Linked DNA regions of Ovis aries: region 1 is linked to region 2. Evidence: chromatin contacts called from public Hi-C data. All regions are on one chromosome and are shown on one strand. The core of a region is the stretch at or near the end of the contact, and the rest is flanking DNA. Distances in the headings are between cores, read along the strand shown.

Evidence for each region. A called contact is a pair of places that touch in the nucleus more often than the background predicts.
Region 1: a contact with region 2 is called in a Hi-C map of skin fibroblasts, with 3 times the contacts expected there. The contact joins the promoter of TMEM247 here to the promoter of TTC7A in region 2. A contact is called at or near these places in 2 of 16 Hi-C or Micro-C datasets (skin fibroblasts and tail adipose tissue).

The regions. Positions count from the first base shown.
Region 1 is chr3:77,854,421-77,861,222 of ARS-UI_Ramb_v3.0, reverse strand. TMEM247 (transmembrane protein 247) reads left to right here and starts at 4,240. Exons shown (of 3, transcript XM_015094402.4): 1 at 4,240-4,373; 2 at 5,276-5,629. The coding sequence starts at 4,257. The region is part of intron 2 of ATP6V1E2 (ATPase H+ transporting V1 subunit E2); the gene reads right to left.
Region 2 is chr3:77,389,739-77,396,623 of ARS-UI_Ramb_v3.0, reverse strand. It overlaps TTC7A (tetratricopeptide repeat domain 7A), which reads left to right and starts at 2,340. Exons shown (of 19, transcript XM_042246211.2): 1 at 2,340-2,881. The coding sequence starts at 2,698. LOC132659408 (a long non-coding RNA gene) reads right to left here and starts at 2,276. Exons shown (of 3, transcript XR_009599838.1): 1 at 1,850-2,276.

The DNA of each region.
Region 1 (6,802 bases), core at 2,991-5,490, 460 kb before region 2:
CATCAGGAAGCAATAATTACACCTGCTTTAAATGGCCTCATCAGGCATTCTGAGAATCAAATGAGATAATGGGCACGGAAGTCTGTGAGTGCCATACTAATATACATACACATCTCTCATTGGGTTAATTTGCCAAAACAATTGACACTTTACTATATGAATCTGTCCATCAACTTTCAACATGGTGCCTGCTGCACCCAAGGGACCTTCTAAGGGAAACTGACCCCCCACACACCCTCAGCTGCTGCTTAGGAGCCACCCAAGGCTCCTGGCCACTGTTCTGTATGGCCCTGCCTCCCCATCCCTCCACTTTTCCACTGCCCGCCCAGCTGGGCTGGACATCTTTCCAATCTACGGCTGCCCAGCAGCTAGAATGAGACGCTCTGCCCACATAGAGACGAAGCAGGTCATTCTGATTCCTGCTTTTGGGAAAGTCAACTAGGAAATCATGATGACTAGGACAGTTAAGACAAACACAACACTGACTGCATAGAGAGAGGCCAGGCAGTCAGGGCTGTGAAGGGTTATGAGAAGCTCAAGTTACAATATGCTGAAATTGAGAGGAAGCAGAAACCTTACATACATTAAAGCTATGAGATAAGGGGAAAAGTGAGAAAGGATGTTGATTAAAGTGAGAGGACACAGAGAAGCAGAAACATCAGAGCCAGCCAAGCAACAATGACAAAGCACGTGAAGGCACACCAGTGCTGGCTGCTGAAGGCAGCACAGTCCCGGGGGGCTCCCATGCGATCCTATCTCCTTGTTCCCTCAAGAGGCTTTACTATAGCCTCCCTTCCCTCCGCTCAGCGGAGGAGGGGAGATTCTTTTCGTGGTGAAGAAGTGCCAAACCAACCCAAAGCTCATGACAGCTATCTCCTCAGCTTCCTATAAAGTCCCCTAAGGACAGGTATGTGCAGTTCTTACCTTGGGACAGGGGAAATGAGAGTACATCTTGCTTGCTTGGAATATACTGCTTTGCTTAATGAATTCATGCAGTTTCTTGGAGGACAACCTCCTAGGGAAAGGGCAAGATGCAGAAGGGCAGAGAGCAGAAATGGAAAGACAAATGGATAATAATTATCAGCCAAGACTTTGCTCATGCTGATCCTCTTGCCCAAATCCTACCTGCCCTTCATGTCACCTCTTCCACCAAACCTTCCCCCAGCTGCTCCAATCAGAGCAGCACCAACCTTCTTGACTACAACAGGAGATTGTTTTATGGGCCCCAACTCTTCTTACTGCCTCATATCGACACTTTTAACACTATGTCTTCACAGTTCTTCCCACTAAAAGGATGGAGTACATTTCCCCATCATCTGACTTTGAGTTTGGTCAAAGCCAAAGCCAATAGCATAAGATAGAAGTAATGGTATGCCAATTCAAAGACCTCTTGTACTTCTCCCATTGCCATGAAAAGAGCATGTCAAGGCCAGCCCACCAGCCCCAAGAAGAGGAAGAAGCTGCCTTGACCAAGCCCCCAGAGGAGCCTAGCCTAGATCAGTCAACTCTCAGATGTCTGAGTTAAATAAATGTTTATTGTTGTTACATCACTGAGATTTTATGGTTGTTTGATATACAATTGATACAACTACACTTACCACTTATTATACACTTGAGTACCCGGTGATTTTTAATAGCAGCTCGTTAGTCATATATAATTGTTTCTCTGGGCAGGTCTCTCCTAGTTAAGACCATCAGATTTAGCAAATGAAAACACAGGATCCCCAGTTACAATAAATTTGAATTTCAGATAAATGACAAAGAATTCTTTAATATAAACATGTCCCATGCAAATTTCAGAACCTATTTATACTAAAAATTATTCATCTAAAATTCAAATTTAACTGGACACCCTTAAATAGATTTATCTGGCAATCCTACTCCTAGTGCTTGACTCAGGGTCAACATCTAACACAATAACTGTGAGATAGTTCCCATGGTCACCATCATAAGGAAAGGCCATGGTTCAGATAAAGATTTGCAACGGGGAGTTCCCTGGTGGCCTAGAGGTTAGTATTTTGAGCTTTCATTGTTGTGGCCTGTGTTCAATCCCTGGTTGGGGAACTAAGATACTGCAAGCTGCCTGGCATGGCCAAAAACCACCTTTCAAGAAGGTAGAAGTTGAACACTTTCTTCTCTCCAGTGACAAACCATCTTGTAATGGAGATGGTGTGGTTATCATTTTCATAGCCCCTGTATAGGAGGTACTGGGCAAAGACAGTAGCTTAGTTTCACATCAATGCTACAGCGCAGCATAGCGCTTGGGCACTCAGTGGTGTCCGTGTCTGACTCTTGCAACCCCATGGACTGAAGCCTACCAGGCTCCTCTCTCCATGGGATTTTTCAGGCAAGAGTACTGGAGTGGGTTGCCATTTCCTCCTCCAGGGGATCTTCCTGACCCAGGAATCGAACCCACGTCTCCTGTGTCTCCTACATATAGGCAGGTTCTCTGCCTGCTGAGTCACTGGGAAAGCCACAAGGCAGGGGAGTGGGCAAATCCTTATCCCTCCACAAATGAGCACACGGAACCCCAGAGATGTGAAATAACTTTCCCTTGGACATCCAGCTAGACACCAGTAGCAAAGCTAGAATTCAAATGCAGCCCTTTCTCTCTCCATACGCAACCCTGCCTCCAACTACCAACAATGTTTTTCATCATCTCCATAAAACTGAAGACAACAAATATTCCCCAGCACCCAATCTCTTTACTGTTCCCACTCAATGTGTTCGAGGAATAATCGAGGCTGTATCAGTTTGCTAAGACTGCCATAGCAAAGCACCTTAGACTGGGTGGCTTAAATGACAGTGGTTTATCTTCTCACAGTTCTGGAAGCTAGATGTCCAAGGTCAAGGTGTCAGCACAGTTGGTTTCAGCTAAAGGTTGTGAGGGAAGGATCTGTCCCAGGCTTTTGATGGCTAATTTTCTGTATCACCTTGACTAGGCCCTGCGAAGAAGGCAATGGCACCCCACTCCAGTACTCTTGCCTGGAAAATCCCATGGTGGGCTGCAGTCCATGAGGTTGCTAAGAGTCGGACACGACTGAGCGACTTCACTTTCAATTTTCACTTTCCACTTTCATGCATTGGAGAAGGAAATGGCAACCCACTCCAGTGTTCTGGCCTGCAGAATCCCAGGGACGGGGGAGCCTGGTGGGCTGCCGTCTATGGGGTCGCACAGAGTTGGACACAACTGAAGTGACTTAGCAGCAGCAGTAGCAGCAGGCCCTGGGATGCCCAATATCTGGTTAGACATTATTTCTGAGTATGTCTGTGAGGATGCTTCTGGAAGAGATCAGTATTTGAATTGGTAGACTGGATAGATTAAGTAGCCTGTTTCAGTGTGGATGGGCATCATCTCATCCTTTGAAGGCCTGAATGGAGAAAAAAGGCAAAGGAAAGCTGAACTGATTCTCTCTGCCTGAGATATCAGTCTTGGACCAGGACTTATATCAGCAGCACTCCTGGTTACTAGGCCTTCAGACTCAGGCTGGAAGTTATACAACAGCTTTCAGGAGTCTCCCACTTTCTGACAGCAGATCGTGCCACTTCTCAGCTTCCATAATCACCTGCTCCCCTTCTTAATAAGTTCTATTTGAACGTATAAGGTGGGGCTCCTGTTGGTTCTCTAGAGAGCTCTAATATGAGACCTCTCTCTTTGGTCTTTAGACGACCATCTTCTCCCTCATCTTCACACCATCTCCTCAGGTGCACATCTGTGTTTACGTTTCCTCAGTCATACTGGATAAGACATCAGTCATACTGGATAAGGACCCACCCTAATGACCTCATTTTAACATAATCACCTCTGTAAAGGCCCTTATCTCTTCATGAAGTCACATTCTAAGGTACTGGGGGCTAGGACTTCAACATATGAGTGTGGGGGGCGGGCGTGAGAGGACAAAATCAGGCCCATAACAAGGTTTGTGGAGCTAATTATGACTCCTCTCAATACAGCCTGCATTTAAAAGAGGAACTTCAAGAGAAGAGACTTCAAATGATGGAATTCTGGATTTCAAGTGGGGGAATTCTAGTTTTTAAAGTGGTCCCTAGGGGTGCTGAAGGCCCACCCTGTAGTTCTTCATAAAAGGCACCTCAAAGTTATCTCTGCCACAGGGGCCCTAGCAACTGGTGGAATGTGGGTTATTATGAGGACAGGCGATTGTGATGGCGGCTGGGCTGTGGAATCTTGTGAGGCCAAATGTTAATGCCTCAAAAAATGTCCTTTGGCCCCAACTGGCAGTGCTGTGGTTTTCTGGATGGCAGCGGAGGATAGGGAAATGATGGAAGGACGAGGGGCAGGAGAAAGTTGCCCAACCTTCCCTAAGATGGCGCCTGATGACCCCATGTCTGAAGGAAAGCCAAGGACGGCGTTGGTAAGGAGGATGCCTCTTCCCACTGCCCCAGCCCATCCCAGTGAGGGGAGGAAGAGCACAATGGGGACACCACAGGCTAGGGGCTGAGAGCTAGAAGATTCCAGAGAGCTGCTAAGAGGGGGTGACATGCACCCTGTCCCCACACTGGCACCTGGCTGCATCCAGGGACCAGGCAGCCTTCACAACATCGTGAAGTCACGTGAAGTTGGCTTTGATCTCCCCCACCTACCTCTTCACTTCCCAGGTGGCTCATCTGGTAAAGAATCCGGCCCCAATGCGGGAGACCTGGGTTCGATCCCTGGGTTGGGAAGATCCCCTGGAGAAGGGAAAGGCTACCCACTCCAGTATTCTGGCCTGGAGAATTCCATGGACTCTATAGTCCATGGGGTCCCAAAGAGTCAGACTCGACTTTCACACACACACACATCTACCTCTCCATGGGTGGGGGGCGAGAGTGGCTTTCTTCCTCCTACAGATGGGGATCGGGGTCCTCGTATACAGAGGTACTCAATGCAAAGCCTAGGTTTCTTCCTCCCTCTGTACCCTCTAGACGACTGGGTATCTAACTGATCTCAAACTAGTTGCGGGGATGGGGTGAGCCACCTGCAAGCAGCGATTTGAAGATCACCAGGAAGACAGACTTCTACTCAATTCCCCCACCACACCCAATTGCAAATTTAGGGCGCCATTCCTCTGTCAGTTTGCCCTCTCCTTCTCAACTCGCAAGGTCCTGATAACTCTGTGTAAGTTTCTCCTAAGAATTCAGTCTAGATGCTTACAGTTAACAACGCACTTTCAAGCATCCCCAGGGCACTGGGCCTGGGGCTGCGGGTGCACAGTAGGTTGGGAGGCGGGGTCGCCCCATACTGACTCCTCCCATCCCCTTATTTCCTTCTCCCCAGCCCCAGGAAGCAGACACCCTGAAGCCAGACTCCTCCTACGACTACCTGGAGGAGACGGAAACTTGTGAGGACAGAGGCTGCCCGGGGCCACCGAAGTCACTGTCCTCCAAGGCCGGCCCCGCTGCCACTAAAGGACAGGCGGGGGATGGACCCGACCCCGCAGAGCTGCCCTCGGTGCCAGCCACGGCGGCGCCGGGGAGCCCAGCGAGCGAGCGCAGCGCCGAGATGGAGCTGGAGAAGGTGCGCATGGAGTTTGAGCTCACGCGGCTCAAGTACCTGCACGAGGAGAACGAGCGCCAGCGGCAGCACGAGCAGGTGATGGAGCAGCTGCAGCAGCAGGCGACGCCCCGCCTGGTAGGTGACAGGCCCCACCCGGAGGCCAAGCGTGCGGGACGCTGGCGGCGAGGGGGGCCGCCGCTGACCTGCACAGGAAGCCTACTGTACCCATTTGGTGGCTGCGTCCCACCCTACCTCCGCTCACAGCTTTAGAGCTTCCACGTTCATTAAACTCAGACCCAACTCTTCAAGGAAGGTTGGCCCCAGAACTACCTTGTCCACGGTTTTCCTCCTCAGGGAAAACTCAACATTTCTTCTCCGGCTGGATTCCCACCTCTCTCCTCTCTTCTCGGCATCTCTTAAACAGGATGCCTGGGCCTAGACTGCAGACACCCCCACCACCCCCCACCCTCCACGCCCCCCACCAGGTCCCCTCCAACGCTCCCCCACCCGCAGCCCTGACCCCCGCCACTGCAGCCCGGCTGGTGGACTTTGATAAAACCATCCCCCGCCCCACCACATACAGACACACACGTCCCCTGATCAGGGCTGCATTTTTTCTATTGGGTCACACTGCCTTGCTGTCAATTAAAACTTAGATATCTTTTGGCAAGAAATGGGCCCCTCTCCCCTAACCTAAACGGGGATAAGAAAGCCTGTGTGTGATTAAATGGGATGTGGCTAACACTGTGGCTGGACCATCATAAGCACTAAATAATGAAAGATGTTATTGTTTAAAGCAGCACTGTCTGAGCTTTAAAATCAGACAGTTCTAGGTTAAAATCCTGGCTCTGAAACATGAATTGCATGACACTGGGCAAATTACTGATCCTCTTTGAACCTTGGTCTGCTCATCTATAATAAGGCAATACCTACTTCATAGGGTTGTGGGGAGGATTAAATGAAAGAATACATGTGAGGCACCCTGAAATAAGCCTGGCACATTGAGTTCATTTTTATGTACTCATGCAATTCACTTCTTGACCCAAATGCAACAACCTACGTTCATCACTTTTTAATTTTATTGGGATGTAATGTATTAGCTATGCTTCCCAGTTCTGAGTTCTGAATCATCCTCAGTTCTGAGAAACGTGCCTTCTGGCTTTATCCAAGTCACTGCTATAATTGTTGAGGAGGATATGACCTAAGTCATACCACTAAATACCACTAAAAGAGCTCCCTACAGGTTAGCAATGTTCCATTAATCAGCACCCTTGAGTTACATTTTCTCCAGCTCACATTTCTCTACCT
Region 2 (6,885 bases), core at 1,091-3,590:
AGTTGTATCTGACTCTTTGTGACCCCATGGACTGCAGCCTGCCAGACGCCTCTGTCCATGGGATTCTACAGGCAAGAATATTGGAGTGGGTTTCCATGCCCTCCTCCAGGGGAATCTTCCCGACCTAGGGACCGAACCCAGGTCTCCTGCATCAAAGACGGATTCTTTACCATCTGAGCCACCAAGAAAGCCCAAATAACAGTTTGACCCCAACATGATCTGAACACACCTGCCTCAGATAGTTCCCTGGAGTCCAGCAACCTGGGGGCAGGCTTAGCAAAGGATTGGAGAGAAAAGAGGGAGAAGAGGTTTTCCTTATTTTGTTAGGATTCCTCTTATCAGCTCTGCTTTTCTTTGGCTGCCCTAGGGCTGACTCGGGAATGCCAGACGGGCAAATCACAGGGTGTCCTCAGGCCGCCTCCATCCAAAGGACACACACAGCTCTCTCCAAGTGACATCTGGTTCTGGTGATGAGCAAGGGCAGCCAAAGAGTAACCAAAAGGAGTCTGCATAAATTGAGTAAATGCCAAAGCCACCCCCTTTTCCTCCATCTATCTCCTCATCTCTAGAAGCTCAGGTCAGACCCTAGAGCAGCAGTCAAGGTGAGGAATTCTGCCTCCCAAGCAAGGAATGGAGCTGCATTTGGAACCTGGAGAAGAGGACATCTAGGGCTTCCCTGGAAAAGTCAATGGCACCTCACTCCGGTACTCTTGCCTGGAAAATCCCATGGACGGATGAGCCTGGTGGGCTGCAGTCCATGGGGTCGCTAAGAGTCCGACACGACTGAGCGACTTCACTTTCACTTTTCACTTTCATGCATTGGAGAAGGAAATGGCAACCCACTCCAGTGTTCTCGCCTGGAGAATCCCAGGGACGGGGGAGCCTGGTGGGCTGCCGTCTCTGGGGTCGCACAGAGTCGGACACGACTGAAGCAACTTAGCAGCAGCAGCAGCAGCAGCAGCCGCAGACTTCCCTGGTGGCTCAGATGGTGAGGAAACCGCCTGCAGTACAGGAGACCTGGGCTCAGTCCCTGGGTCGGGAAGATCCCCTGGAGAAGGGAATGGCTACCTACCCCAGTATTCTTGCCTGGAGAATTCTATGGACAGAAGAGTCTGGTGGGCTGCAGACCACACGACGGACCCACTAACTAACACTGAAGTAGTAGGATATCGGCGGGGGCGGGGGCGCAGGGAGGCTGCCTTCAACAGACGCCCCCTTGTGGCTGCAGAGACAAAGGGCCCAGAAGCCTGAGCTCCACTTCACAAAAATTTCCCACGGGTTACAGTTGTCCAGAAGCACGAAGTAGCGAGTCTCCTGACACTGAAAGTGGTCAAGCTCACTCCCAGGGTTACGTATCAGGCAGGGGCTGGGGAAGGTGTGTGCATCTTCTAGCTCTTAGGGGTCTATACTCAAAAGCTTGCTCTGACTCTCCGGTCTTCTGGAATCTTCGGTCTGTGCCATGCACTGTCACTTAAATAATCCTGTTTTGTCGCTTTGGTCTTGCGTGATGGCCTCCATCCCCACCCTGGGCTGTACCCGGAAGCGGGGCCACCATAAACGGGTCTCAAAGGGTTGTAGGTCTGCCTCCCCCGTCTACCCCGCCTGCCTTGTAATCCTTTGAACTTAGTACCCACAGCACAGGGCTAAGTCCTGCTAAGAGCTCGGTACAGCTTTGATCAAAGTAGTCTTTATACACTAGAATTAAGAAATAAGTAAATACCAAGTTGGAGAAACGGCTTAAAACGTCTAAGAAATCCAGGGCAACAGGATTCTGCAGAGGAAAAGGCCTGCCAGCTGGGGTGGAGAGACAGGTTGAAAAGAGGAACTCCACTGTGAAGAAAGAACGTACAAATCGTTCGCAGGGGAGGCATCCCGAGAGTCGCGGGCCTCGCAACGAGCGGGTTCTCCAGAGCGTCCCGGGGTTGGCGCGCAAGACTCGCGCGGCCCAGTAGGGCGGGAACCGGGCGGCTGCCGGTGGCTTCCCGGGGAGGCTCCTTCTCCGAGTTGGGAGCTACCGGTCGGCGGGCCTCTCCCCGGGATTTGTGACGTGCCGGGGCAGCGGTGGTGACGGGGCCACCACACAAAGCAGGGTCGTCGGGGCGGGGGTCTCCCAGGCCAAGAGCCCCAATGGGATGGGGAGGGGGTGGGGAGCGAGGCGCCCCCGGGCGCCGGGGCTCCGCGCGGTATTAGAGTGAGCGCCGAGTCTGCAGTGGCGGCGGCGGCGCGGGGGTGGCGCCGGTGCGGCCGCGAGCGCCTAGCGCGCGCCTGGCTGCTCTGGCCGCGTTGGCGGCCCGCGCGCCTGGCTCGCCGGGGCCGCGCCACGCCCCCGCGGGGGTGGAGCTGCGGCCGGGGGCGGGCCCGCTGCTGGCGGCGCCCGGGCCCAGGGCGGGGGTTGTGGCAGCAGCTGCAGCAGCGGCGGCGGCAACGGCGCCAGGAGCTGCTGCTGCAGAGGCGGAGGCTGCTCCTGGACGCGTCCGGGTCGCGCAGCCGGAGTCCCAGCCCGGAGGTGCCGGGCGGTGCGCTGGGTGCTGCGGCTGCTGCCCGCCTGCTGCTGCCCGGGCCCCCGCTGCCACCCGGGCCCCGGCCGCAGCTCGCGCCCCCGTCGACCCCGCCCGCGTGTGTGCCCCAGCCGGGACGCCGCCCCCGGCCCGGTCTCCACTTCTCGGCCGCACCTCCCATGACTGCGCCCGCTCGAAGATGGCTGCGAAGGGCGCGTACGGCTCCCACCTGAAGATGGAGAGCGAGCTGGAGCGCTGCCGCGCCGAGGGCCACTGGGACCGCATGCCCGAGCTGGTTCGGCAGATGCAGGCGCTAGTCATGCTGGGCGGCGGAGGCGGCCGGCGAGGCAGCCCGAGCGCCGGGTTCACCTCTCTGGACACCGGTGAGTAAGGGAAGGGGCCGGTTCACAAGCGCGGAGCGCGCGAAAGGCGCCGCCTCCTCCAGGAAGCGGGCCCCGACTGCCTGGGGCGGGAGGTGGCTGCTTTCGATATTACTCGTCCTGCTTTGCTGATGTTAGGAACAGCCAGGGTACTTAGGAAGGTTCTTCTGCCCCAGGAGAAAACTCACGTGCAGGGTGTTGTGGGGAAGAGAAATAAACGGGTTTTGCTGTCTGCCGTTTCCGATTTTGTGGGCTACTCCGACTACTGTGAAATGGTGGTACCAACACATATCAGCTCAGGGCGTGGGCTGGACCCCTGCGCTACCCCTTCAACCCCCATTCCGGTTCCTAAACTCTGTTAGGTGAAGACTGTCTCTCTTTGCCCTCCCCTTCTTCCCCTGTCAAATTGACAGTGAAGCTCTGCACAGCCAGTACGGTTGGGGGCTTCACGAGCGCCAAGGTGGAGTGGTGAAGTGGGAAAGAGGGCTGGTTAAGCCTTAGTTTCCTCTTCCATGTTCTGGTTCAGGACGCCTCTAGCCCTGCAGTCGGTGACTTTAGCAGTAGGGCTGGTTTGGCTGGGCTGGGCTCTTGTGCCGGGGCGGGAAAGAAGCCTGATGTGTCGGTGGGGAGCACCCCGCCCCAGTCTCCAACCTCGAATCCTGTTCCTCGTACCTTCAGCTCAGCCCAGCGAGCCCTGCCTGAGCCCTCTCTGTGCTCAGCCAACTTCAGAGCTTTTGTGGAAGGAGGCAGGAAGTAAATCAATACAGATATAAAGTTTTAAGGACTTCCCAGCCCGTGGAAGGCTCTGTAAGGAGACAGAATGATAATAATAATATCAGTAAATAAGTAACTTGCTCACTTACTGTGTGCCAGTGTCTAAGCCCTGTAATCAACTCGTTAATTTCTCCAACAACCCCATGAAGCAGGTACTCTTGTTTGCCTTTTTCAGACAAAGAAACTGAGGCACAGATTACTTAAGCAACTTATCATCCAGCCAGTAAGTGGTGGAACCAGGTTTTGAACCCAGGTTTCTTTTTTTTAATATAACTTATTTATCGGCTGGTCAGGGCTTTCGCTGCTGCCTGTGGGTTTTCTCTCGTGGAGAGCTGGGGCTGCTCTCTAGTTGCGATGCACCGGCTCATTGCAGTGGCTTCTCTGGTTGTGGAGGAGGCTCTGGGCACAAGAGCTTCAGTAGTTGCAGCTCCTGGACTCTAGACCACTGGCTCAGTAGCTGTGGTGCATCGGTTTTGTTGCTCCACGGCATGTGGAATCTTCCCGGATCGGGCATGGAACCCGTGTCCCCTGCATTGGCAGACGGATTCTTATCCACTGTGCTGCCAGGGAAGTTCCTGAACCCAGATTTCTGAGTACTCCTTTTAACTACTTGCACCATTACCTCTCAAGGATGTATTATACAAAAACCGAGCTTGAAGACCTGACAAAAATGGATGGGACGCAGAGGGGTGATCAGAGGGCAGTTGTGTGTTAGACTATGGAGCTCAGAGAAAGGGGAGGTTTCAGGAAAGAGCAGAACTGGTGCTGGCCTCTAACTGGTGTTGGGAAAGGCAGAGTATTGTTTCCTGGTGAGGAGGAAGGATAGATGGACACCGAGGGAGCTAGATGGCAGGGATGGACAGTTGGTCTGAGACTCTCAAGTAGGTCTGAATGTGGCAGTGAGTTGCATTGGCCAGACCTAAAGATGCATGTGGAAGAAACTGATGGGCATCTGTCTTCCAGGTAAGGATTGATAAATTTCAGGTTCCCTCTGTCCCCTGTGTAGGGTGATGTGGTAGGGTGGGGCTGGTGAGGGTGGAAGGGAAACTGAGCCATGCCAGGGCACTGGGGCCTGGACAGTACATGGGAATCTGAATGTGGTTGACAGCATCACAGAGAAACATGCTGGGCCCACGAAACGAACCGGGGCCTCCTGGAGGCTCCACAGGGCTGTGCTTCCTAAGCCGTTCTTCAGACATCTCAAGGAGGTTGATTAATTAAGTCACTGGTATTGCAGGACAAAAGAGTTTGGGGAATCCCAAAAGCTAAGACATTAGGCTTAATAGATTCAATATGGTTAAACTGATGTTTTAAAACTGTAGGACTTCTCAGAGCCTTTCATGTGCTCACCTGCCAGTGATATTCAAGCCCAGATTAGAGTATAAACACATTTCTCAAACTTACTTTGACCATATGCTATGAAGCTCTATTGGGAAGCACTGGCATGGCATAGTTATAAATGGTATGTGTAGTTATAAAGTGCTTCTATTTGAACAAACTTTTTTTGGTAAACAGCCCAGTGGGAAGGCAGGAATGATTGTCCCCACTTTAGACACCAAGGCCCAGAAAGGTCACATAATGAGTAGTATGTGGCAGAGAATGTGTACCCAAACATGAGTCTCACCACCAAGTCTACTAGGGACAGTGTGAAGCCTGGCCAGCCCAAAGAGGGAGGCTGGGGGCAGTGGGGTCTTTACTGCCAATTTTGAGGTTTGGTTCTATGAGTGATCTTCTCCCACTGTTAAATCTAGATACACTTATTCCAGAATGCACATACACAGACACACACAAGGAAGGAAAACAAGTGACTTCCAAAGCCCATGTGTAGGGCATTTTTGGATTGTCTGCTGTTTTGGTTGTTTCTCCACTGAGTTCCTTGATCACTGGAAGGACTAGCAGCCTGTTTTTTTGAGGAGGTGTTGGGACTGAGCCCGCCCCCATGCAACCCAAAAGGGAGATTCTTAAAAGTCCCACCTGGTCGATTAGATTGTTACAGACAAGGACCAGAAGCATCAACATAATGACATAATTTGGGAGACGGGAGGAAGCTGAACCCCGGCTGAACCCTGCTTTACAGACTGAGGCCCCACTGTATCTGTGGGGTTTCCTCCAGAACCAAAGAATAGCTCCCAGAGCCTGGGTTTCACTCCAGGCAGCAGGAAGGGAAGACCCAGCTGGAAGGGGGCCCTCTTTCTGGTCAGAGATGAAGGAGTGAAGGATCAGGAGATGCTCCCCCAAAAGGGGCCCTTATACCCCCCTTTCCTGTCCAGGGAGATTGCTCCCCACCACCTGCCCAGGGGGAAACGTGTTGTTACTGTTTGTACATTTTCTTTCAAACATATCCGGTTTAGATTTGGTCAGGATGCAGCAGGGGAACCCCAGAGTGTGGCTAACTATAATGGGGTTTGTTCATATAGAAACAAAGGACCCATCCAAGTGGTTAAAAAAAAGAAAAAAAAAAACACCTTTATTATGAAAAATTTTTTAAACACCAAAAAAGTAGAAAAATGAATTTCATGTCTCCATCAACCAGTGTCAGTAATCACAAACTCATGAATAGTCTTGTTTGAGCGATACCCTGGCCCATTTATCTCCCACATTGCTATTTCAGTATTTATTTACTAAATAATAACTCTTTTGAAAAATAAAACTACCATATTATTGTTGCAGCCACCTAAATTCTGATATTCTCTTACTGTACTGTCTTTAATCACTTCTGCCACACTCTCCATTCAGTTTGAGTCTCTTAATCTGTAGTTATCCCGCTTTTAAATTAGTGATTAAAAAAACCTGGCGATTGTTCTGAGCTTTTTTTTTCCAGCTGAAGCTAGAGGGAGTGTGTTTGAGGCAGGTGGCCTGTCATGAGTTGTGCCCTCTTCCTCTTCTTGCTGTGGTTGGAAGGTCCCACCCTTTGCAGTTCTGTGAAGTGAGCAGTTGCAGAGACCACTGTGTCCCCTTTTGACCAGGAGGGAAGGGGCTGATCTGAGCACCTGGCCTGCTGGCTGGACCCAGCTTTCCTGACTGAACTGAAAAGTGGAAGAGAACGGAGCTCTGCCCTGAAAGTATGGGTTCTGGGGAGGAGGCTGGTATCCTTAAAGTGGGTCCCTATGATCTGTCACCCATTGAGAGGCCTGGAGAGGGGCAAGAATGGAAAGGAAGTTGGCCCCAGAGGCCTCCAAAACAATGTGGGAAGACTGGGGGGCCACTAAGTAGGGGCTTCCTTTGTGCCTCTG